Regions from separate parts of the Mus musculus genome. Here all the other regions are linked to region 3. Evidence: chromatin contacts called from public Hi-C, HiChIP or PLAC-seq and Micro-C data. All regions are on one chromosome and are shown on one strand. Each heading gives the region's core, a stretch centred on a gene start, on an enhancer-like site or on the middle of the called end of the contact. The rest is flanking DNA. Distances are from core to core; before and after follow the strand shown.

Evidence for each region. A called contact is a pair of places that touch in the nucleus more often than the background predicts. HiChIP or PLAC-seq counts read pairs in DNA pulled down with a chosen protein or histone mark.
Region 1: a contact with region 3 is called in a FOXA1 HiChIP or PLAC-seq map of pancreatic cancer cells. The contact joins the promoter of Eif3m here to the promoter of Depdc7 in region 3. A contact is called at or near these places in 2 of 39 promoter capture datasets (liver and pre-B cells), 1 of 484 Hi-C or Micro-C datasets (pro-B cells), 1 of 115 datasets of contacts at active chromatin or transcription factors (pancreatic cancer cells) and 1 of 9 other capture datasets (pancreatic islet).
Region 2: a contact with region 3 is called in a Micro-C map of embryonic stem cells, with 4 times the contacts expected there. The contact joins the promoter of D430041D05Rik here to the promoter of Depdc7 in region 3. A contact is called at or near these places in 13 of 39 promoter capture datasets (the 3T3-L1 cell line, 3T3-L1-derived adipocytes, the C10 cell line and 9 more), 2 of 484 Hi-C or Micro-C datasets (the HPC-7 cell line and embryonic stem cells) and 2 of 115 datasets of contacts at active chromatin or transcription factors (both in embryonic stem cells).
Region 4: a contact with region 3 is called in a Hi-C map of the HPC-7 cell line, with 1.9 times the contacts expected there. The contact joins the enhancer-like site here to the promoter of Depdc7 in region 3. A contact is called at or near these places in 1 of 39 promoter capture datasets (liver), 20 of 484 Hi-C or Micro-C datasets (the Ba/F3 cell line, the G1E-ER4 cell line, the HPC-7 cell line and 5 more), 3 of 115 datasets of contacts at active chromatin or transcription factors (bone marrow-derived dendritic cells, bone marrow-derived macrophages and embryonic stem cells) and 1 of 9 other capture datasets (embryonic stem cells).

Annotation. Positions count from the first base shown.
Region 1 is chr2:105,015,180-105,020,562 of GRCm38.p6, forward strand. It overlaps Eif3m (eukaryotic translation initiation factor 3, subunit M), which reads right to left and starts at 1,848. Exons shown (of 11, transcript NM_145380.2): 1 at 1,767-1,848. The coding sequence starts at 1,808. Gm38521 (predicted gene, 38521) reads left to right here and starts at 1,942. Exons shown (of 2, transcript NR_165821.1): 1 at 1,942-2,024; 2 at 2,491-5,383.
Region 2 is chr2:104,409,318-104,414,565 of GRCm38.p6, forward strand. D430041D05Rik (RIKEN cDNA D430041D05 gene) reads right to left here and starts at 1,294. Exons shown (of 21, transcript NM_001368844.1): 1 at 612-1,294. The coding sequence starts at 846. It overlaps Gm35606 (a long non-coding RNA gene), which reads left to right and starts at 4,206. Exons shown (of 3, transcript XR_374847.4): 1 at 4,206-4,808; 2 at 5,097-5,191.
Region 3 is chr2:104,740,555-104,746,313 of GRCm38.p6, forward strand. Depdc7 (DEP domain containing 7) reads right to left here and starts at 2,303. Exons shown (of 9, transcript NM_144804.2): 1 at 2,128-2,303. The coding sequence starts at 2,200.
Region 4 is chr2:104,455,380-104,461,144 of GRCm38.p6, forward strand. The region is part of intron 2 of Hipk3 (homeodomain interacting protein kinase 3); the gene reads right to left. Among named protein-coding and RNA genes, the nearest start is that of Mir1902, 29 kb to the left of the region's middle. Within about 2 kb of position 2,127, at least 30 of the 459 cell types and tissues checked have an H3K27ac peak or open chromatin away from gene starts, as enhancers often do. A contact at or near this core is called in the HPC-7 cell line and bone marrow-derived macrophages, where this site is marked.

The sequences.
Region 1 (5,383 bases), core at 598-3,097, 270 kb after region 3:
AGGGATGGGGACTAAAGATACATCAATCTGACTTGGCAAAGTTGAAGAGGTTTTTTTCCCCCAGTAAGTGAAAATTTTATAGCTGTCAAATGTATATATAAATAGCACTACTAAAATCACAGTCATCATCCGGACAATAGTCTATTCATTTGCTAATAACTTGAGAACCATTTGAGACAAGCATTTTGGGAGATACCAATATAAAAAGATAATGCCTGTCAGTGCAGCCTGCATGAAAGTGTATGTGTATCAAATTGTCTATCAATGCACTGTATAACAAATATCTTAAAACATAACATCACTCTCAGAGGCAGAAAGCACTTTTGGTACTATCAAAATAACTACTAAAATAAGTCATTTGGATGTTTCCTACTTTACTCTCTAGTTAGGATCTTTAACAACGTTTTTCCTTCGATGGTTTAACATTCATGCACTGAAACAGAAATGTAGATGACTTAAAGCTAACAGAATAAAAACTTAAAGAATCACAGTATAAAGCGTTCCATTAGAAAATGCACAGGTGCCAGGGTGAGGTGGTGGGCAGGGTGAGGTGACATATAACTGTGACCACAGCACTTGAGGCAGAGGCAGGGGGATCTCTACAGGTTCCTGGCCAGCCAAGGTTTAACAAGCCATAGTGAAACACTTCCCAAATATCAAAACAAGAAGGGGGTTGGGGAAAGAAAAAGCACGGATGTCAAATTGTCTGGACAAAGCCAAAAGAGCCTTGGGGAAAATAACCAACATTTTTAATCCCACAAATGTGTTTGGTGACCTCAGAAACCTAACAAACCCTTAGGTCTGATGGAATTATTTTTCCAAACAATAGCATAGTAATTTTATACAGAAGATGGCATGGTATTATAAAAAAGATATTTTGAAAACTCAAGTGTCATATTAGAAAAAGCAAAATAACAGCAGAAATCATTCTTTTTCTTTATGACACAAATATATAATCTAACCAAGATGTAAAGAAAGCATTTGTTCACTTCCTGCTTTACAAATCTTTTTCTAAGAATTAGTTAAGTTTAATGTTTTTATATCATTCTTGCTGACAACAAGACACTCTACAATATGGCCAATGCCAAGGCTCTATTCAGCCCCTGGCCTGAAGTACCTTTTTGGTAAATACTAGTCAATGCCTGGGAACTCTAGCTTCCTCTGCTGTCAAATACTCTTAATGCGGCATCTTTCTATGTGTGCATAACTTCCTTTCTTCTCCTGTGTAACATATGGAACCCCAAGTTTCTGTCAGTGGGTATTATAAAAGCGTATGCATGCTCACGAAGAACAGTTTGGGTTGTAGAAAATTAAAAGACTGTCATCCCAACAATTAACCTCCTGTTACAGAAAAAGGAGAAGCCATCTGTCCTGTACACCCAGGTGTAAACCCCAATTAGTGAACTTCAAAGTGTCCAGGATGGCCCGCCAGATGCTCCTGCCTCCCAGCCGCCTGGGAACAGAAAACGCGAGCCAACTAGTAAAATGCATGCCACCGTCGCCTGTGGCCGCGGAAGGCCCGCATTCACACGCTCAAAGTTGCTCCTGCGGGCCACACGCGAACTTAGCAGACGCTGGTCCCTGTCCCCGAAAAGTTCTGGGTCGTCATCGACGACTGCGGACGAGCCCTGGCGCCCACCGGGCCCGCATCCGGACCCTCGGCCGCGCACGCGCCGAGACCCAGGTCAGGAGAGCGCGCTCCCCCTCACGGGCTCCGTCCCGGGAATCCCCCGCACCCGTTGCCCCGAGGGCCCAGCATCGTGCACCTGGTCTTCCTCGCTGATATCGATGAAGGCCGGGACGCTCATGGTGAAGGCCGGGCTGCGGAAGACGCTCCGATCCAGAAACACGCCGACCGGAAAAGAGAGCGGTGCCGTACAGGGTTACGCACAACCGCTTCCGGGTCAGCCACAGAGGGCGGGCCTCGTGGGCGGGGCCCACAGTACTACTTCCTCCCCGCGGGCCTCTGCTTCAGCTCCTCGCAGGCTCCTACCTGAAATCTTCCCCTCTCCCCGGAAACTTAGGTGGGTTGGGCTAAAGTGTCCTCTGCCCGCCTGCTGCCTGCGGGTCACGGAACCCTACCTGGGCCAAAGCTTCGGGAGCCTAGAGAGCTCTTGCTGCCTCTGAGAGCTTTCCAGGTGCCCCCTGTCCCTAAAGCCTTGGAACTATTTTTTTTTTCCCCTGTGTTATGCTTCCCAGTTTGCTGGTCCAGTTGCTAGGCCATGCTCCTTGCTAAGTAAGGGTGACTAGTTTTCAAAGAATGCTCCCACTTAATTAATAAGGACTTATCCAGAATACACAGTGCCTCAGTGTATGTTAGGGATTGACTCCAGGATCCCTCCTCTAAGGATTCCAGAATCTATGGGGCTCAAGACGCTTACATAAAAATGGCTTAGTTCGTGTCTATATAACCTCCTGTGTACTTTAAGTCATCTCCAGGGCACTTAAAATAGCTAATCCAATGTAAATTCTATGTCCTCTGTTTTCTAGGGAATGACAAGGTCTGCGTATTCAGCACAGATATTTCTCCAGAATATTATAGTCTGCAGTTGATTGAACCTGGATGCAGAACTTGGAGCCATGAAGATCAAGAACATTGTAAATGCAACAATAAGGGGGAAATGCAATTAAAAAGTGGGCTGAAAAAGTAAAAACAGACTTTATTAGAGAATATACACATGGTATCCTCAGTTGATAGAATGTCCCCAATAAATGGCCTGTCAGGTATTTTCTTCCTTAATGATTGACATGGGAGGGCCCAGCCCACTGTGGGTGGTGCCACCCTGGGTAGGTGGCCCTGAGTTGCATTGAAAAGTAAGCCAAGCTAGCCACAAGGAGCAAGTCAGCAGGCAGCGAGCAAGCCTCTGCTTCAGTTCCCACCTCCAGGTTCCTGCCTTGGGTTCCTGCCATGACTTTCCTCAGCGATGGAGGTTAACCTGAGAGTTGTCAGATGAAATGAACCCTTTTTCCCCAGGTCGGTTTTTGGCCAATATTTTATCATAGCAATGGGAAGCACACTAAGACAATCTTCCTGGAGTACTGGGTTACAATGTGGAATGAGTGTGTGTGGGGGGGTACGTTCTCAAGGAAGAAAAGGAAGAGAGACTGGTTGAAAAGAGGGGAGCAGATTTCTGAGGGGGGAGAGGAGAGAAGAGAGGGTGTAAGAGGAGAGTGGGGCGCTGAGCCAGAACATATTTATTAGAATGGTCTTCTCAGAATTTCAGGAGGGAGAAGATACCCAGTGGTCCTGTAAACACACTAATATACTAGTTAACTAGGCCAAGGCCCGGGCACTGAAGCTGGAGGGCAACCCTTGCTCATCATCACAGCAATCTTTGCTTTGAATTTTGAAAGGTGACTTTTTTTTTCTAAGATTAATACTTTTCAACCTTGCTTTCAGCTTCTTTCCCCTTTCTTGATGGAAATTTGTTTCAAATGTTAATGTTGCCAGCTTTTTCTTCAGTATTTTATTTTAACTCATCAATAAGTCTTTCTTTAAAAATACATATATTTTGTTGAACATTTTAAAACCCTATTTTAATATTAGCCCCGTCCCTTACTCGCCCCTTTTTTCTGATTTCCTTTATTCTATGACTTTGTGAAGTAAAAGAGGTGACTTCAGGGGACTTTTGAGAAGGAGGTTTCAAAAGGATAGAGACAAAATTATTTGAATCTTTAGATATTTACTCATTCGCTAAAAACATATTGATCTCTCTGACAAAATTATGTACCAGCAGGTGGTTGACCTTCCAGAGAGAACAAAATTAAAGCATGCAACTTATTTATTGTTTATGTTATTGTGATGGAACCAAACCCAAGGCTTTGTGTGGACTAAGCAAGCTTTCTATCACTAAGGGATTAACTGTCATATTAAGGTTTTAATTGCCATGATGAAACACCATGACTAAGAGCAAGTTGGGGAGGAAAAGGTTTGTTTGGCTTCCACTTCCACATCATTGTCCATCACTGAAGGAAATCAAGACTCTAGCTGATGCAGAGGCCACGGATGCTGCTGCTTGCTGGCCTGCTTTTCATAGCTTGCTCAGCCTGCTTTCTTGTAGAGCTCAGGACCACCAGCCAGGGATGGCATCACCTACAATGGGCTGAGCCCTGCCCCACTGGTCACTAACGGAGAAAATGCCTTACAGCTTGCTTGCAAGCCCAATCTTATGGAAGCATTTTCTCAAAGAAGGTACCTGCCTCTCAGGTAATTATAAATTGTATGACACTGACATAAAACTAGCCAGCATACTCCTTTATAATTTTTCAATGACACTTTTTGTCAAATTCATTTCTTAATTGAAAAAAGACCCTAGCATTATTTTTCGTTAATAAAATGTTTTCTGATAATCTTAAGGTTTTTCTTTAAACACAAATCTGCCTTAGACAAATGGTACAAGAAGTACTATCTACTATATGACAGGAAGCATTCTAAATGCTTAAAAAAAAAAGTTTAGAGTCAGTTGAAACTGGGGTTAGCTGATGCTAACCTATGCCTGATATAAAATGGGGTCACTGGTATGTTAATAGCAGTAAAGAGTCACCCCTGCTGATAACCACACATACAACCTTCACTACTATATTATCCTTCTTGAGACTTTCACAAACTGTCCTCAGAACTTCCCAAAACAGAAGGAGCTGAAAGTTCAACAAAACCCTATATATTCTGAAAGGCAAAGCCATTTTTCTAGCTGATGTGGCTGTTTGTTTTCTTTTGAGGTGAGCTCTCACTAGTCCAGGTTGGCCTTGAACTCAGTGTGTAACTGAAACTGATCTTGAAGTCCTGACTCCATTGTTCCTACTTTTTTTGAATTACAGGCATACTTTTTTATGTGTGCACTGGGGACTCGAACTCAGGTCCTTGTGCTGGCAGAGCAATTGCTCTTACACACTAAGCTATTTTCCTAGATCTCCTTTTATTTTTAATTCTTTATTCTTTCTGATTAAAAATTCTGGAAAACTTGGATTTATCACACCTGCTTCCCTCTGTTTGGGGAATGTGTGTATGTATGTGTGTTGGGGTGTGTGTGTGTGTGTGTGTATACACATACGTGTGAATGTGGTGTCAAGGGGATAACTTCTTCTACTGCAGGGTCTGGGAACTGAACTCAGGTCTTCAGGCTTGCCAAGTGTTTCTACACACCTTGCCATATCACAGTCAGGCCCTCTTTAATTTTTAAAAGGCACCACTTTACTTAGAAATGGACTCTTCTGCGCTTGTCTTTCTTCTTATTTTGATGTATAAACCATGACTTTGATGGTGGAAGCTGCAGAAATCCAACCGAAACCTAGCAGTGATCTTGAAGGTAAAAGTCACGGTGGCAGGGAAAGGTGGAAGGGGCTCAGACCCTGATACTAGGAAGATGCTGTGCCAACCACGACT
Region 2 (5,248 bases), core at 44-2,543, 330 kb before region 3:
CGTCCGCGGAAGTACAGAAATCTGTTTCTGAAGGATCGTTGGTGGTCTGAGCACCAAGAGTGACTCTTCTTCAACGAGCCTCTTGTAAAAAATAGGTATACATTTGATCAATGCCTGAACCTTTTGCAAAATGCAATCAATTATTTTAAGTACCTCATTCCCAAAAGGAAGGGAGGGGAACCTGTTATGAGCAACGGGGGAACGCTATTTTGACACAGAAATTGCTTCAAACTCTCAGGTCATTCCTTGCACTTAAGACAAAGTGAATACTAGCAACGGGAAGCCCAAAACATCCACAACATCCCACTGAACAGGTCTCTTTTATGCTATCCTAACTACGCCATGTCTAGCTAAAGGAAGCGTGTTTGTGGGACCACCAGGAAGCATTTACAACTTGTCCAGGGAGGAAAAATTAAAGATAAAAACGTGCCTCTTTCTTCACCGCCCACGATGCCTTCTCAAGAGACAGATTTCTGACAGTTCGCCCGCTGGTGCAACTGCTAAGGGCAAATAAAAGCCTGGCGGTGCTGCAAAGAGCCCACCACCCACCACCACGCGGTTAAGCGGCTCCAGACCCCGCCGCGGGCGGAGAGCCGCTGCCAAGCGCTTACCGGAGTCGGCCCAGCAGTGCCCGGAGAGGGCAGCCAGCAGCAAGAGTCCCAGCAGCAGCGGCCGCCGCAGCAGCACATCCTCGGACCGGCGGGCCTCGGAGCTTCTCACGCCCTGGCAACGCGCGGCGATCCCGCCCGCCCCGCAGAGCCCTTGCTCCCGGAGCCGGTCCCTGGGCTCCCGCGCTGCCGGCTCAGCTTCGCTCGGGCCCTGGGGCTTCGCCTCCTGCAGAGCCATAGGGACTGTTCATACATCCAGGCCGCTGCCTCGTTCCACACCGCGCCGGTGAGCCCAGCCCTCCGCGCACCGCTCCTCACCGGGCATCTCGGGCCATGGCCCGGGAGTCGGAGGGAGGCAGGAGGTGCGAGCTGCTCGCTCGTCCTGCCTCGGTGGGAGGCGGGCTCAATGGAGCCGCGGCTTCAGGCGCGCGGGTACCGGGGTTGCATGGGGGTTCCCACGGTGCGGCGAGGGTGGGACGGGCGGCGCCCCGGTCCCCTCCCCAGGGCCGGATGCTACACCTCGAGCGCGAGGCTGCGAGACACGGAGACCCGCGGACCTAGCTCGTGCAGCGTGCCGCCCGCCGCCGCCCCTGCGCCCAGGTCTCTATCTCTGTCGGTTCACTGGATCGCTAGGCTCTGGCTCCAGCCGCGAAAGCTACTGCAGCTCCGAGCGGCGCCTCATTGACAAAGAAAGCACGTAGCACAGGAGCGGGCAAGGGAGGCGAGGCAGGCGCGCGCGCGCATCCCCGCGCGAAACCACCGCGCGCCCCCAGCTCCCGCGCGCGGGGCTGAACCCTGCCCTGCGCTGGCGAGGTCCTCGTTGAGGGGGACTTTCCTCCGCCCAGGGTTCCCAGATCGTGAGAAGGAAAGGTAGGCTGGGATAGCCCTCTGACCGGAGAAGGGACTGGACACCTAGATACCTTCACGGTCGACGGTCAACGTGCTGAGAAAGCTAGGTGCTCAACCTGCATCTTGGAAAAGCTTTCCGAGGATGAGCGGAAGAGCTTGGTGCAGGTTGTTCACTGCTACTCTGGGGGGCTGGCAGACACCTGCCTGCCAAATTTACCCCCAAAGAACTAGAGCTGTTGTGCCCTATTTGCAATGAAACACTGAAGTAAATAAAACACGTTATAAACATTTGTTGCAGCCATACTATGAGAGAGGCAGTGCATTGAGCTTTGGGACAACTACAGGCATTTCCAAAAAGTCTTTCCCAAATAAGAGAGCTGACTAGTCAGTCTCTCTCTAGTAGGATGAAAGGGCAGAGTCAGCTGAGTTGTCCTTCTGCCCTTACCCTTGTTCTGCATCTGTACCCTTGAGCAGGCTATCTAGTTCGCAGGTGCTTCAAACTCCCTTCAGTCAATAAGTTGTCCACAGGATAGCAGCAAACCCAGCAGCACCCATTGCTTGCCAGCGACTGTGTCAGGGAAAAGCATTTGCACTGACCTGGCCCTGTTATATGCCGGGCCCTATTCCAGACACTTGGACAGGAGCCACAAACATAATCTCTGTAGGTAATAAATTGACTACCAGACAGTGCTTAAAAAGCCTCAGAGAAAATGGTAAGGTAAAATGCTGGAAAGTGGAGATGGAGGTATTGCAGCAGTAAACAGGAGGTAAAGAGGCTTCACTGAGAAGGTGACATGTGGGAGAAGACCAGAAGGAGGTCAAGGAACAAGGCAAGCTGAAGAAACAATCTAAAGAGATCCGTGAGGTCAAACCTCTGAGGCCGGCCTGGCCTGGTGTGTTCCAGGCCCAGCACAGCAAGCAGGGGGATGCTGAGAAATGGAAGCTGCTCTCTCATTCATCCTCTCTCTCTGTGTGTGTCTCTCTCTGTCTCTGTCTCTGTCTCTGTCTCTGTCTCTCTCTCTCTCTCTCTCTCTCTCTCTCTCTCTCTCTCTCTCTCTCTCTCTCTATTACACACACACACATACCACGATGGCCCATGGTTCTGGAGAAGGCTTGTCTCCCCCTCACCTGTGTCCGCAGGACGGCAGTTAGACTGCAAAGCAGGAGATGTATTTGCACACGCTAACTTCAGAGAGCAGGTGTGTCTTATCGTGCATTTCAGATCTGAACTGCAGTAGTGTGGGTTCTTAAAATCAGAAATGCTCAAAAAAATATGAAACACCTCTGTGCCATATCAGCACTCAAAAAAGTCCCAGGGCTGGTGAGACAGTTCATGGAGCGAGGCCACCTGCTACCAAGACCGGCAATCTGAGCTTGGTCCCTGGGACCTACCTACATGGTAAGACAAAAACAGCTCCTGAGAGTTGTCTTTTAATCTTTATCTCCATACTCTAAATGAATAAAGCAATAATTAAGACCTGGGGACGTGAACTCTGAATGACTTCAAATTTTCAGATCAGACACACTCATACACAGGTATCCCCAGACCCAGATGACTCTGAAATGTGCAGCCTTTCTGGCCCCAAAGCATTTTGGATGAGGGGTATTCATCCTTCCCTGGGGGGTTGTGACTGACCCTTGCCCTTTCGTTAAATGTACCGTACCGTTTGGAGTTGTTTTAAGAAACTTACAAGTCAGGGCAGTGGTTGTACATTCCTTAAATCCCAGCACTCAGGAAGAGACAGGCAGATCCCTGAGTTCAAGGCCAGCCTGGTCTTCAGAATGAGTTCCAGGACAGCCAAGGCTACACAGAGAAACCCTGCCCTGAGGAGGTTGGGGGGAGGAATGGCAAATGGTGATCCCTGAGAAGGAAATGGGGACTGGGATGACGGCCCAAAGTCTAGGCACGTTCTGACTGACAGACACAAAGACCACGTGTGCCCAGTAGGGGTGGGGAGGGAGGCAGGAGGGAGGGCTTGCAAAAGTCAACATGCTCATTCAACAACACAGTACATGGAGAAATGGGACAGGAGGAGGAAGGGACATTCAGGACTACTCGTGGGAGGTTCTGGATACATCTGGATTTTTCCTTAAAGAAAGGAAGAAGGGAAGAAAGGGAAGGTGACTCACCCTCAGGGGCACCCACCTGCATGACTCTCAGAGGAGCTAAGGACACCAACGAGGGGATGGCAAGGTAGAACACCAACCTTTCTAGCCACAGCTGCAGCCAGCTGTGAGATGGGTTGGATTAAGACAAAAAAGCCACACTTGCTGGCCCAAGACATAAAAAATCCAAATGGAAAGAGGACAGGATATAAAACAAGAGACACAAGACTCAGCCACATTCTCCATGACAGTTAAAAGAGGAAACACGGGCTCCTCTGCCAGAGGGTGGAGATACTCATATTCTGCCTTGTAAGTGGGATTCTCTCTGTGCTATTTCTTGCCAGACTTAGACATGACACAGATTGCTTTTCAGTCTCTGGTTGTTAGGTTAGAGAGGCTCTGTCCCCCCACAGGCTGGACTTGAGACCAGATACCATCACATCCCTCAAGAAGCTCACAGTCCAGTAAGCAAAGCAGGTGCACAGTGACCACGTTAGAACATGGTAAGCATGCGATGAAGATCTGTGAGCATCACCCGTCCCCATGGGAACAGAGGTATGAGCAGATCACCCCATCCCCCATGGAAACACGGGATATTTCCGCCTGCAATAGGGAAAAGATGTAAGAACACCTAAAGTGGAAGTTTTTCAGGCGCAGCAAATGGCCAGGAAGTCAAAAAAGGTTGCAGCATCATGGCAGGAAAGGGAAGGTATCTAGTGTGCTCAACACAGTGGGGTCTTGGGGAAAAGAATGCTTTAAAGACCCTGCTTTAGGGCAGGGGAACCTCAGTGGAGCAGATGCCAAGAGCCTGAGGTGCCAGGATCCAGACCTTAGCCAGTAAAGGGGAGGCCTGTTTCTGCAGAAGCGGAAATCTTGTGAAGCTTACAGGTGAGTGGGTTTAATGAGACAGGGTCTTACTGCATAGCCCAGACTGACTTACAATACACAGTGTCATGCAACCTAGGGTGGCCTCAACTCAGAGCAATTCTCCTGCCTCCATTTCCAGGGCAGAGCTACAGATATAGGTTGCCATGGCATTTCTGAGTCATTGTTTGGTTAATAGACAAACCAACTCTTGTGTAGACTTGCATTTAACATGGGCCCTCAACTAGCTAGGACTAAGAAAAACCATGTCTCTGTAAACCCCATTTATAAAACCGAAGCGATCCAAGTAGCTCCCACATGGGATTGCTTTAAGGACTGAGTTGATACATGCCAATCATTTAGACGTGCACTTGACACACAGTAAGTGCTCAATCAATCTTATTATATCTTATATGATAATCGCAGCCCTCTTAAACCATAAACTCTTGTATTTAAATATTCTAACCTGAGGCTTTGGGACTTCCTTCAGGGTTGTTTATTGTTTAAAGGGACGGGTGTCATTTCAAGAATCTTTTCATTTTTCATTAAATGGGCAGGAGAGTCATCTCTCAGTAGTGATTTCAGGCCCTGGGCTGAGTTTTCTGCCATTATTCTGGGGCACACACCTCCCAGGCCTCATTTTGTAATGCACAGCTGTTGCTCCCAAAGTTATTTCCCACCAGCATGCCCTCCCATTTTAGAAGCTACGCCTGCCTGCCTGCCTGCCTGCCTGCCTGCCTGCCTGCCCTCCTGCCTACAGCCAGGTGAGTTCTAAATTCTGGTGTCTGCAGTGAGCTAAGCCCTGTCTCCACCCTTGATGA
Region 3 (5,759 bases), core at 1,053-3,552:
GGCAAAACACTTACACATGTACTAAATGAAATCAATTAATCTATAAAAATGACTCAGAGAAATGTTTAGTAGGCAATAGCTGAAACTTCGTGAGAGCAGTAAATGTCACTGAGGTTATGTCACAGCTCGGTAGCTGAGGCCAAGTGGGAAACTTTCCGACATGACAGAAACAGATACTGCATCTCTTCCTGGATATTGCCTTTGACAGTCCAAAGTTTGCTTTCCTATCTGGCACTAGAGAAAGGCTGACTCTGAGGTGCCTCCATAAAGGCTGGCTGTAGGTATAAGTCTCTCCTGACAAGAACAATATTAACATTTGCTAAGAGAAACATCTACAAAAGTAGGCATTGCGCCCTCCCCTGCTTTAATTCCGCGATTAGTGAGAAAGCATATGGGAAGTATTCTGAGCTCCTTGGAAAAGTGACACCAGCAAATTCAAAGACTTAGGTTACAGTATAAAGGGATAACGAGATAGCCAACCACTTTCTTGTTGGTCTGTATTAAGACAGGTGTCTTAAGTTCTGGCAGAAGACTAGCACAAACCCCCTTTTCCTCATAAATCAGGTTCCGGCTTGTGTTTATAGCCATTGAAAGAGTTACTAATCCCTGGAAAAAGGGACGTACAAAGCTGCTTGCCAGAGCACACAGACAGGGAATGGCAAGGAACCAACCCCCAGGCTCCCATTACCTCCATCAGAAGGACTGTGACAAAGCAGCGCAGGGTGGAAGAGGAGTAAATAAACAATTAGCAAATCGGAATCCCAGCTGCAAAGAGCAGCTGGAGCCCACAGCAGCCCCCTCAGCAGCCCCCTCAGCAGCCCCCTCAGCCCTGGGTGCCTGATGCTGAGGACAGTAAGTGAGCGGTCTTTTCCTTCAGTGAGAATCTGCTAGCCACACAGGTCAAACCTTCCCACAGTGAGTCAGCTAGCTACCCAGTTTTAAAATGCATTCCCTCTCACCACCTAAAAACCTGTTCACAAATGTCCAGAGCCCAGAACTGACATTTCAGCTGTTAGGAAAGACCTTCCGAGTTAAAGTAGGTGAATTTGGGAATCCCATTTACCAGAGAGAGCCTAAAGCTATCAACAATTTCCAGTGCCATGTCAAGTGATAAAGTGATCAGAGCCTGTTAGGTGAGAGCAGTAAGTGGTCAGATCTTGTTTGCTGGGGTTTTTTTTGTTTTGTTTTGTTTTTTGAGACAGTCTCATTTTTTAACTGTTTGGTTTGGAACTTTCTGTGTAGAGCTGACTTGGAACTCAGAGGCCTTACCTCTCTCTGCCTCCCCAGTGTAGGACTGAGGGCTTACACCTCTACAGCTGGACTATAGGCCGCTTTTATAATCTGTACCGAGAAAGCAGTTCTCTAGCAAAATTCATCATTAAGATCTTGGAGATTATGTGGAGCATTGATTAGTAAAGTCAGTCAAACACAATAGCTGGGACCACTGAGATACACTTTTCTGACCTAGGGGAAGGAATCACTGTTTCCGCAAGTTGGCATTTTACAAATGAAAAGCTTTGGTAGAGAGCCAATTTCTCCAGCTCTCTATCCCGCAGTTCCAGAAAGGGGGAAAGGTGGCACCTTATCCAAACAAATCCAAATATCTCCTTATTTGCAGAATTAAGAGTCAGAATTTTAGAACGGATTATCGGATTCGGGTCAAAGATCTTACACCCGCCCTCAATGATTCAATACATTTGTCTCCCAAAGTCATGTAACTATCAGATCAGGGGTTGGGGGGGGGTGATGGGGGCTTCACTGAAACATTGCTTGTAGCGAAAGTGTTAAATTTACACAATATTACTTCATCTCCTGAGTCTGGGAGCCACCGACCTCTGATCCCACCATGCAGTCAAGAGTTCGTTCTCCAGACGCTGGCCAGGAAACTATTCAAAATTCCGCGCGTGTCACAAGTCAGGCTGTGGAGCCTAACCCCCACTGCGAGCGAAGTTTGGTAAAGTTCCTAAAACGCCGAGCTCTGGCTGCGGCGGGGTCCGTGGCCCGTGGCCCGTGGCCGGCTGCCCACCCAGGAGGAGAAAGCGGATCCTCGCGGCCGCGCAGCCCGCGGAGCGCACCGCCCGCCCACAGCCCGCGCCCGCCCCACGCTGCCGCGGCCCTCCGACCCACCCGGAGGTCTCTGTGCAGGGCTGTGCAGAGCCGACAGGTTCAGCGCCGCCGCCTTCTCTCGAACCGTGGCCATGTCAGCGGCGGGCTGGACTCCGTGCCCGCGCCGCCGCTGCTGCCGCTGCTCCACAGACTGCGCGCCCGCGCCGAAGCCTCGGGTTAACTCCCGGGGAGCGGGGCTCCCGGCGGGCTCCGCCCCTGGCGATCACGTGTTTCACAGACTGGCTCCAAGCCTCTGCGCTCCAAAACGCCCCAGGCAGCTCCAGGCGGGCGGTGTCCAGGTAGAAAGTACTTAGGCATGGCTTTTCCAGTGCTAGTCGGTACTAGCCCGGGGCTAGACCCGCTGAGTCCCAAGGTGTCCCTCCAGGATCTGCCCTCGCTCCAACCGGAGTCTTATTGCTCCAGGTCTCAGTGCTTTCTGCTCTCACCTGCTAGTATTAGGACCAGGTTGGCTGGGCTTTTAATGAGAATTACCTGAACCGACATTTAGCAATTCGTATTTGGACCATAAATGCTCCCAAGTGTGTCAGGATAATAAATACTTGGAGTTTTTTTCCTTCCTGTCCCTCTAAAGAACAAACAAAACCTTATCTAGCCTAGGAGAGCAATGTCTAGAGGTCAGAGGACCGCAACAACAAAGATCATGGGGCTTCCTGCCAAGGAAATCTGTGTTGATTCTAAATTAACCCTGGGTCTGGTGAGCACCGGGAAGGGGAGCATGGAAGAACAAACTGGAGGGGGAAGGAGAGAGGGTTGCTGCTGGGAGCGCTTCAGTTTCTTGGGTAATTGAGGTAGAGAAACCAGGGACCCAGTGCTGGGTTAAGTCGGCAAGGTTGAATGATGTTGGAGATCATTAACCTAGCTGACGGATGCATGACCGTCCCCTCCCTTCTTCTTTTGAATAAAGTCAGGGTCTTTCTATATACCCTGGCGGTCCTAGAATTTGCTCTGTAGAATAGGCTAGCCACGAACTCGAAAATCTCTGGCTACCTCTATCTCCTGAGTGGGAATAAAGGCATTTGTTCGCAACTGTTGCCCTTTCTATAGATTTCTACCTCTTTTGGGGGGTGTTGTGTTTTATAAAAAAGAAGGAAGGGATATGCTTGGTGGAGGCGTGGTATGTTGTGGTAGAATGGTTCCTCTGCAGGCCCATGCTGAGGTATCCGTTCCCCCTGAGATACCAGTCACACAAGGAGTATAGTATAGAATAGAGTTTGGGGAGGAGTTAAGAGGGTAAGGGAGAGAGAGGGGAGGGGAGGGGAGGGGAGGGGAGGGAGGGGAGGGGAGGGGAGGGGAGGGACAGAGAGGGAAGAGTGTAAGATGGTAGGTAAGAGAGTGAGGAGGCGTCAAGCAGCCCCTTTTACAGTGAGTCAGGCAGGCATACCTGGCTGTTGCCAGGTAACTATGGGGCAGGGCCTAGAAGAAACGCTAACTGGGGGGCGGGGGCTAGAGAGACGATTCAGCAGGTACAGCTCTTGCTTTACTAGCAAAGGATCAGAGTTCAGTTCCCAGTACCCATGTGCCTGCTCACAACCACTGGTCTGTAACCCCAACTCCAGGGTTTCTGATGCCCTCTTCTGGCCTCTGCAGACTCCGAACTTGGGTCTTCATGGTCATAGTAACATAGTTCTTATAACCATTGACATTTCACCATCCTGGAAAATAAATTTGACAAATACTAACATTGGATCTTTTGAAAAAAGGCAGGTTTGCGTAGTGATCATTTTTGGCATTTTATGTATGACTGAGGCATTTTTCAAGAGTTTGTGCTGTGTTTGTCTAGTCTAGTTAGAATACTGGCATTTTCTATCTACATTGAGTATACCCAGGGAGACCTAACCCTCTTCCCACCTTCTTCACTACACAGATTTTCCCATTTGTTGTGCTTATTAAACACATTATTATTCACTTATATATTTTGTGTTGAAGTAGGGTTTTGCTGTATAACCTATGGTGGATTGTAACTAATTATATGTGTAGCTCAAGCTAGCTTCAACCTTATGACATTGCTGCTGCCTCAGCCTCCCAAGTGCTGGGATTACAGGCCTACACCACCACCACTACCCAGGCCCCATTTGTATAGCTAATCTAATCATTTCGGCACACATATATCCTAATTCCTACCAAACTGGAAAATCAGCCAGGCAAGTGAGCATATTTGAACCTCTCATCTGTGTAGTCTCAGGAATGGAGTGGATGCTTTGGTTATTCTAGTAAAAATATAAAGCTCTAAAAGAAATCACCTTTGGGCTGGGGATGTATGTAGTTTGTTGTTAGGATAATTGTCTACTATGCATAAGACCCTTCTCCACAGGGGACACCCCCACACACACATGCCAGCACACCAGCTTCATAATTTTAAAAAATTTGTTTAGGAACAACCAAAAAAATCTTAAATTTCTCTTGTAACTAACAAGTGTCACAGACAGTAAGTTTCTTCTTTCTCCACTCCTTTTTAATTCAATGCACAGCTATACAGCCTTTGGCCTATTTTGCTCTGTTCTTTTTTCTTTCTGTACTATAAAAATATTGGCATCATGCACCCAGACTGTTACTATTGCACATTAGTTTTTGTTTGGAGGTTTGTCTTGTGTCTCCCCCCAAAACCTTCCCTCACCCCACATGTAGCTCAGGCTAGCTCCACATGTAACTCAGGCTAGCCTTGAACTTGAGGTCCCTAGCCTCCCAAGTGCTAGGATTACAGGCACATTCCACCAGGGCTTCGCATGAACAGTGTTTTTATTCCTTGTACAAAATGCTTGAAAATCACTTTCATCATTAGCTATTTCTAGCTGTGGGAAAGACATGTCTAGCCTATGGGAAGAACTTCACTTGATGTAAAGTGGTCTAAGAACAAGTCCAAACCAGTCAAGAGGTAGGAAACAGAGCAGAAAGTTTATGATTCATTCATCTATTCTGTTCTGGCACAGTGTGTATGTGTGTGTGTGTGTGTGTGTGTGTGTGAGAGAGAGAGAGAGAGAGAGAGAGAGAGAGAGAGAGAGAGAGAGAGAGAGAGAAATCTCCTGTTCCTGTTTTCTGCAGCAGTGTAAAACAGTGATGCTTGGGGCAGCCTTTTGTAGTTTTTGTTCATCTGGTTTAGAGCTAGGGCATCAATTAACCCTGGGAGTCACATGTTCACAATTCCTATACCACTGAGCCACACCTCTAGCTTCAGACAGGTTTTATTATCATGTCCTTTTCTATTTAAAGGTGTTTTTTTAAAAAATATTTTTATTAGGTATTTTCCTCATTTACATTTCCAATGCTATCCCAATATTTAAAGGTTTTCTAATTTTATTTTATTTTATTTGTTTATTTGAAACAGGGTCTCACAATGTTGTTCTGATTGGCTAGGACCTTTTTTTGTTTGGTTGTTTTGTTTTGTTTTGTTTTTTTCGAGACAGGGTTTCTCTGTGTAGCCATGGCTGTCCTGGAACTCACTCTGTAGACCAGCCTGGCCTCGAACTCAGAGATCCACCTACCGCTGCCTCCCAAGTGCTGGGGTTAAAGTCTGCTTTAAACTTAGGTTTAAAAAAAGGTCCGCTGCCCCGCGGACCTTTCTAAGTAGACCAGGTTAGCCATGAACTCACCGAGATCTGCTTGCCTCTCTCTGTCTGCTGAGAGTGTTGGGGTCT
Region 4 (5,765 bases), core at 877-3,376, 290 kb before region 3:
CAACAAATAATGTTTACCTTTCTAGCAAACAAATTTTTCAAGAGGGCTGGAGACATTGCTCAGCAGTTAAGTGCACAGGCTACTCCTCCAGGGGACCTGGGTACATTCACACCCGTGGTGTTCACAACAATCTGTAACTCCAGTTTCAGGGAATCCTGTGCCCTCTTCTGGTCTATTGCAAATACCAGGCATGCAAATAGTGAGCAAGCAAAACACTCATACACATAAAAATAAATAAAAGCGTTTTAGAAATAAGTAAATAAACTAGGCCTAGGACCAGCAAAATAAAACTGCTTGCACTCTACCCAAGTTCCATCCCCTGAACCCATATAGCAGAAGCAAGGGTTATACTCTATAATCTGCACACACAGACACTCACTCCTTTTATCCCAGCAGAGACAGAGGCATTGGGGCCAGCCTGATCTACATAGTGAGCTCCAGAACAGCCAAGATTATACAGAGACCCTGTCTCAAAAAGATAAATAGATAATAGATGATAGATAGATAGATAGATAGACAGACAGATAAATAGCAATAGATACATAAATAGATGCTTAAAATTTAAAAATCTGTCCCAATGTCACAGGACTAATAATACCAGCTACTTGGGTAGCTAAATCAGGAGGAACCCAAGTTCAAGGCCTGTTCTACAGAGTTCTAAGGCAGTGCAGGCAATTTAGAGAGATCTTATTTCAAAACTAAAAGATACAAAAAGGACTGTATCTCAGTGGTATGTATCTAGGCTTCCTTGGTATGTGTGAGGCCCTGGTTTCAAACAACAAGATAAAAATGAATAAACAAATAAGCACATAAGTTCTATAGTTACTATATACTATTATTTACTTAAGCAAATTAGACATTTCATTAGCCTCAATTCATTTACAAACTAGAGATGCATATACCTTGTACCCTAAGGTTCATGCTCTGAAAATACAACTCCCAATGTAAAAAGGCCAGCTGGAAGGTAGCCAGCCACCACCTATGAAAAGACTAATGTTGGTCTATGTGCCTTAGTGTCACAGGACAGACTCTCTTCTTGCAAAGGCTGTTTGTTATAAAAGGGTCAAGGCTGAACTTCTTCACATCTTGCTGGCACTTGTGCCCCTTTCTGCATGAGTCTGGTTCCCTTTCCACTTTACCATGTTGTACCACAGTCACACAAGCCCTCCACAACTCTGCATCAATGTTTAGATATCATCAACTACCAGAACTGAATAGATAAGGAACTGTTCCGAAGTCCACTTACAACATATGCATGACAGGGATACACTTGCCTTTACAGAACACAACAACAAAACTAAGTGCCAGCGGCATATTATTCATTTCCTCAACCAAAAACACATCTAAATTAAGAGTACTAGAATGACTGCCTCTATGTTTATGAAAAATAGTAGCACAACAAAAACTTAAGCTAAAGAATAAACCTGGGAAGGAATAAAGTGAGCTCTCTACAAACAAGACAACATAACTGTGCATTTTGTCTCTAAAGAATACTAGAAGGTCCTTAAGGCTCCCTTAAAGAAATATTCACTGGGCCAGCACAGGGCTCAGCTGATTAAAGCATTTCCAAGCCTGGTAAGCAGTGGAGGAATTAGCCTACTCTAAAGGCTGTCTTCTGACCTACACCTGAGCCATGGTGTGTGTGCACACCCAACATATAGCATAGGCACACACCATAATAATACATACAATTTAAGAAGCAATGGGGAACATAAAGTATCCAATTTGATACAATGTTCCTCAAAATACATTCCACTTCAATGTTTTAAATTAAATTCTCAGATACTCTGTAACCCACAAAATAGGTAACTACATTAATCAACTCCTAAATCCAGACTACTAGAATTTAAGGAAACATGAAAGCAAACCTCTAAATCATGACCATACATGATTTCCTACTAAAACCACTACTTCCCTGAGATAATTGCTCTAAAAATAACTGTCACCGCTGTGAATTATATTCTGAGTAAAGGAAATAAGAGGAGCCAATTATAAAGCTGGATAATATACAAGCAGCCTGGTGTACAGATCTGGAGAAGTAATATGCACCTAGGATCATCATTTGTACATAAAGCGCCAGAGAAAGGGGGTGTGCATGTGAGAAGGTTGAAGATGTGTGACGGCAGGATGTGTGAGGTCAACTGTGTGTGAAGGCGGGAACACACGGGAACTCTGTCCCTTATACAGCTTCCTAAGGAACTAAACCACTCAAAAAAAAAAATCTATTTTAAACGTCTACAGAAAGTAACTTATAACAGGTAAGACACAAACTCTAAGAAACAAATCCCAATATAAAAAGAAAATATCATTGGATTGAAACTACATTTTCTTGAGATAATCATTAAGTTTTGAGTTCAAAAGAGAAATTATGGTAAACTGTCCATAAACTGTCTAATTAAACTTGGAAGAAGTTTAATTAGAAAAGTTATTGGTGGGCATGGGGGTGTTAAACCTTTAATCCCAGGAACAGTCAAGAGACAGAGTAAAGCCAGGACTGCATAGCAGGACTGACTGTCAAAAACAAACCAATAGAAACACTTTAAAGAAATAGAAAAGTTAACAGATATGTAGGTGTAGAGCAAGCCACGTGGTGGAGCTCTGAAGAGCATTCAGGCCAATAAGGCAGAGTTGGGGATCCCTTCTTTAAAGATCTAGAATCAAGGGGTAATCTTTCACAGCAAGAACCTGCAGCCAGACCGTGCTGACTCCTAGGTGGCAATAGGAGGAGGGAATGCCAAAGAAGGCACGTGCATCTCTGAGGCCTCAAGTGGGCAAGGAAGAGGAGCAGCGCAGCTAATTAAGGGGTCCTCACGATAAGGGAAGAGGCTGTGTTGCCACTGGGATCTTTCTAATGTCTCTGACTCTGGCAACCTGGCCCGGAGGCTTCTCTGGTAAAGTGAGACTGGCACCTGTTCTTCTCCTGGAATGCAAGCACCTGTGGAGTCTGTTTACAGGTCTGCCTCTCACCGTACCAGCTGGGATGTATAAAGATGGAGATCTAACTTGAGCAGTAACCCATCTCATGTTCTAACCGTTACTAATAGCAAGGCATAAAGAATAAATAGAAGGCAGTGGCCTAGAGCCTGCAACTGTCTCTCATTAACCTGGGAACACAAAAACTACTGTTTAGACTGTTAGGGAAGAGGGGCCCTGGCCTAAGCTTTTCAAAAACATGAGGGGGGAAAAAATCACAAAGAGTAAACAAAAAGCCCAGCCGTCCTAGAAATAACACCACTACCCACCTTCTATACTAAAACTAAAATCACTCAAGAAAACACTATCACAAAGCCTCCAGATAGCCCTGTCCAACAGATGTCCAAATCGCTGGAGACACTGTTTCTACCATGCACCGCGATGTGTTGGCCACTTCAGATGTGACTAATGTAGCTGTGCCATGACTCAGCTCTGTCATTTCAAAGAATTCGAATTAGTTCATACCTACCTACTACACAGCATCAGACACTACTGGCTACCATAGTAAATATACAGCACAACTCAGGAACTTAGGAGGTCAAAGCACTGAAGAAAATGGACTAAGTTCAAGCCCTGCCTGGGCTACACAATGATTCCCAGACCAGATAAGGCTAACAAGACTGTCTCAAATAACTACAGACAGGTAAATGGCCACGCATTCACACAAATTCAAATACATTACACCAATTGATTTGGCTCTGAAGAACTGCAGCAGTACACATGTCAGAAGTAAGCCACCAAGAAATAAGCATGGGAGACTCCCTGTCACCACATCAAAGAATCTTGCAAAGCTCCGCCCTCAGTGTAGCTCCTATGCATAAAGTGCATGTAGTGTCCCAACACATTAGTGCTTACTCTACATTATGTGTTCATCTTCACAGCAACCTTTGAAGTAGCTATTAACAGTGTCACGATGAGTAAACTGAGGCTCAGAGAGGAAGGAACTTGCTCCAGGTGATGCAGTAGGTGAAGAACCAGAATCATAAGCATGTGGATGAATATAGTAACATAATTCCCTTGCTTACTTAGCCCATCAATCCACGCTTTTGTTCTGTTTCATGACTTAAACTCCACCCTTGTCTAAAAACAGGATATTTAATTCCTCATGAACTAAGACAATAAATTATTAAAACATAGTATTAATATATTATTAGAATATAGTTACATTCCTTTATAACTCTAAATTTGACAACAGTTTCTTAAATTTTAAGCCCCAAGCATGGACAACAAGTGAAAAACTAGAAAACTACACTTTGCTAAAACAAATAATTTTGTACACTGTCAACGGTGGCTGGAGAAGGACCAGAGACATGGCTCAGTGATAAAGAGCCTTCTTGCTCTTCCAGAGGACCTGAGTTCACACAGGGTAGCTCACCCATCGGGAACTCCAGCTCCATCAGGAACTCCAGCTCTAGGAGTTGCATGACCTCTTTTATTTTCCATGAGCTAGCCAGGAAGAACAAGCCAGTAAGCAGCAGCACAGACTCACCACCAACGCCTGCCTCCAGTGCCCTGCCTTGAGTTCCTGACCTGCCTTCCCTTGGTGATGGATTTGATGTGGAAGTGTAATAAAACACTTCTTTCAGCTACTATAGTGTTGTAGCAATAAAAATCCTAAGATACACATAAAATAAATCTAATTGTGTGTGTTAAAGAAAAAAATTACAGTGCAGGGGTCCAGACCAGAACAAAAACAAGACACAGAGAAAGGTGTGGCAAAATTACATGCAGGAATATATCAGAGTTAAATCAGTAGGATCTGGTCACACGGTGACTACATAAACAGTAGGGAAACGAGACATCAAAGAATTGCTTCTAAACTGAGTGTGGTAGCACACATCTTTATTCCCCAACTCTGTCACCGTTGTGCAACAAATCTGAATCTCAACTTCCTGTTCATAAGATGCAGATGATGTTGCTATTTTTTAGCTACTCCAAGGGTTAGTGGTAAACTCTTTAGCACAGTGCTGAGGACAAAGCAGTCAAGAAACATCATTATTTCACTTTATATTCTTATTCCCCACATAAAAAAAAGTACCTACACAAGACACATAAAACATATCTATACTTTTAATGTTGTAAAACGTGGCTAAACCATTTCAAATTTTGTAAGTTTGTCTACTGAACCTACTCATATTAAAATACCTTGTGAAGAAAGGCATTTTCTTCCTTTTTAAAAAAGACTTGAAGGCAAGGAAGAGAAGAGAAGGGGATGAAAGGGTCTGGTGCATCCCAGAGCTTAGTACGCACCTGGTTGGTTCTCCTACATCCCCTTCCTGGATGCTGAGATTATAGCACCCAACACACACAACCTGGAGACCAAACTCTGGCTTCCTGCATGCCAGGCAAGCACTCTACAAACTAAATGAACTACAGCACAGCTCCAAAAGGCCACCTTCATGTTACACTGGAACAGGGTAATAATACTTAGGAGGGGTATAATATCTTTCAGCAAAATGCATATACCCACACTACCTTAAAAATCTTTTTCATAAAAATATGAAAGTATACCTGTGAGATGCAGGTTTACACAAGCAGGCTCTCTGACATTATCTGAAAATTATATCCATAATGGGATTGCTTTAAATGAAGAGTAAAGATGTTCTATAAAATTATAAAATAAAACCACAACATAAAGGGAGAAAATGTTCCTAATTTGCTACATTCTTGCTAGCTTTTAAAAATCATCATGTGGCTAAAGAAATGGCTTAGCACAGAGTGCCTCCTGCTCTTGCAAAAGACCCAACTCCTAGCTTACACTACCACCTATAAATGCTAGCTCCAGATCTGAT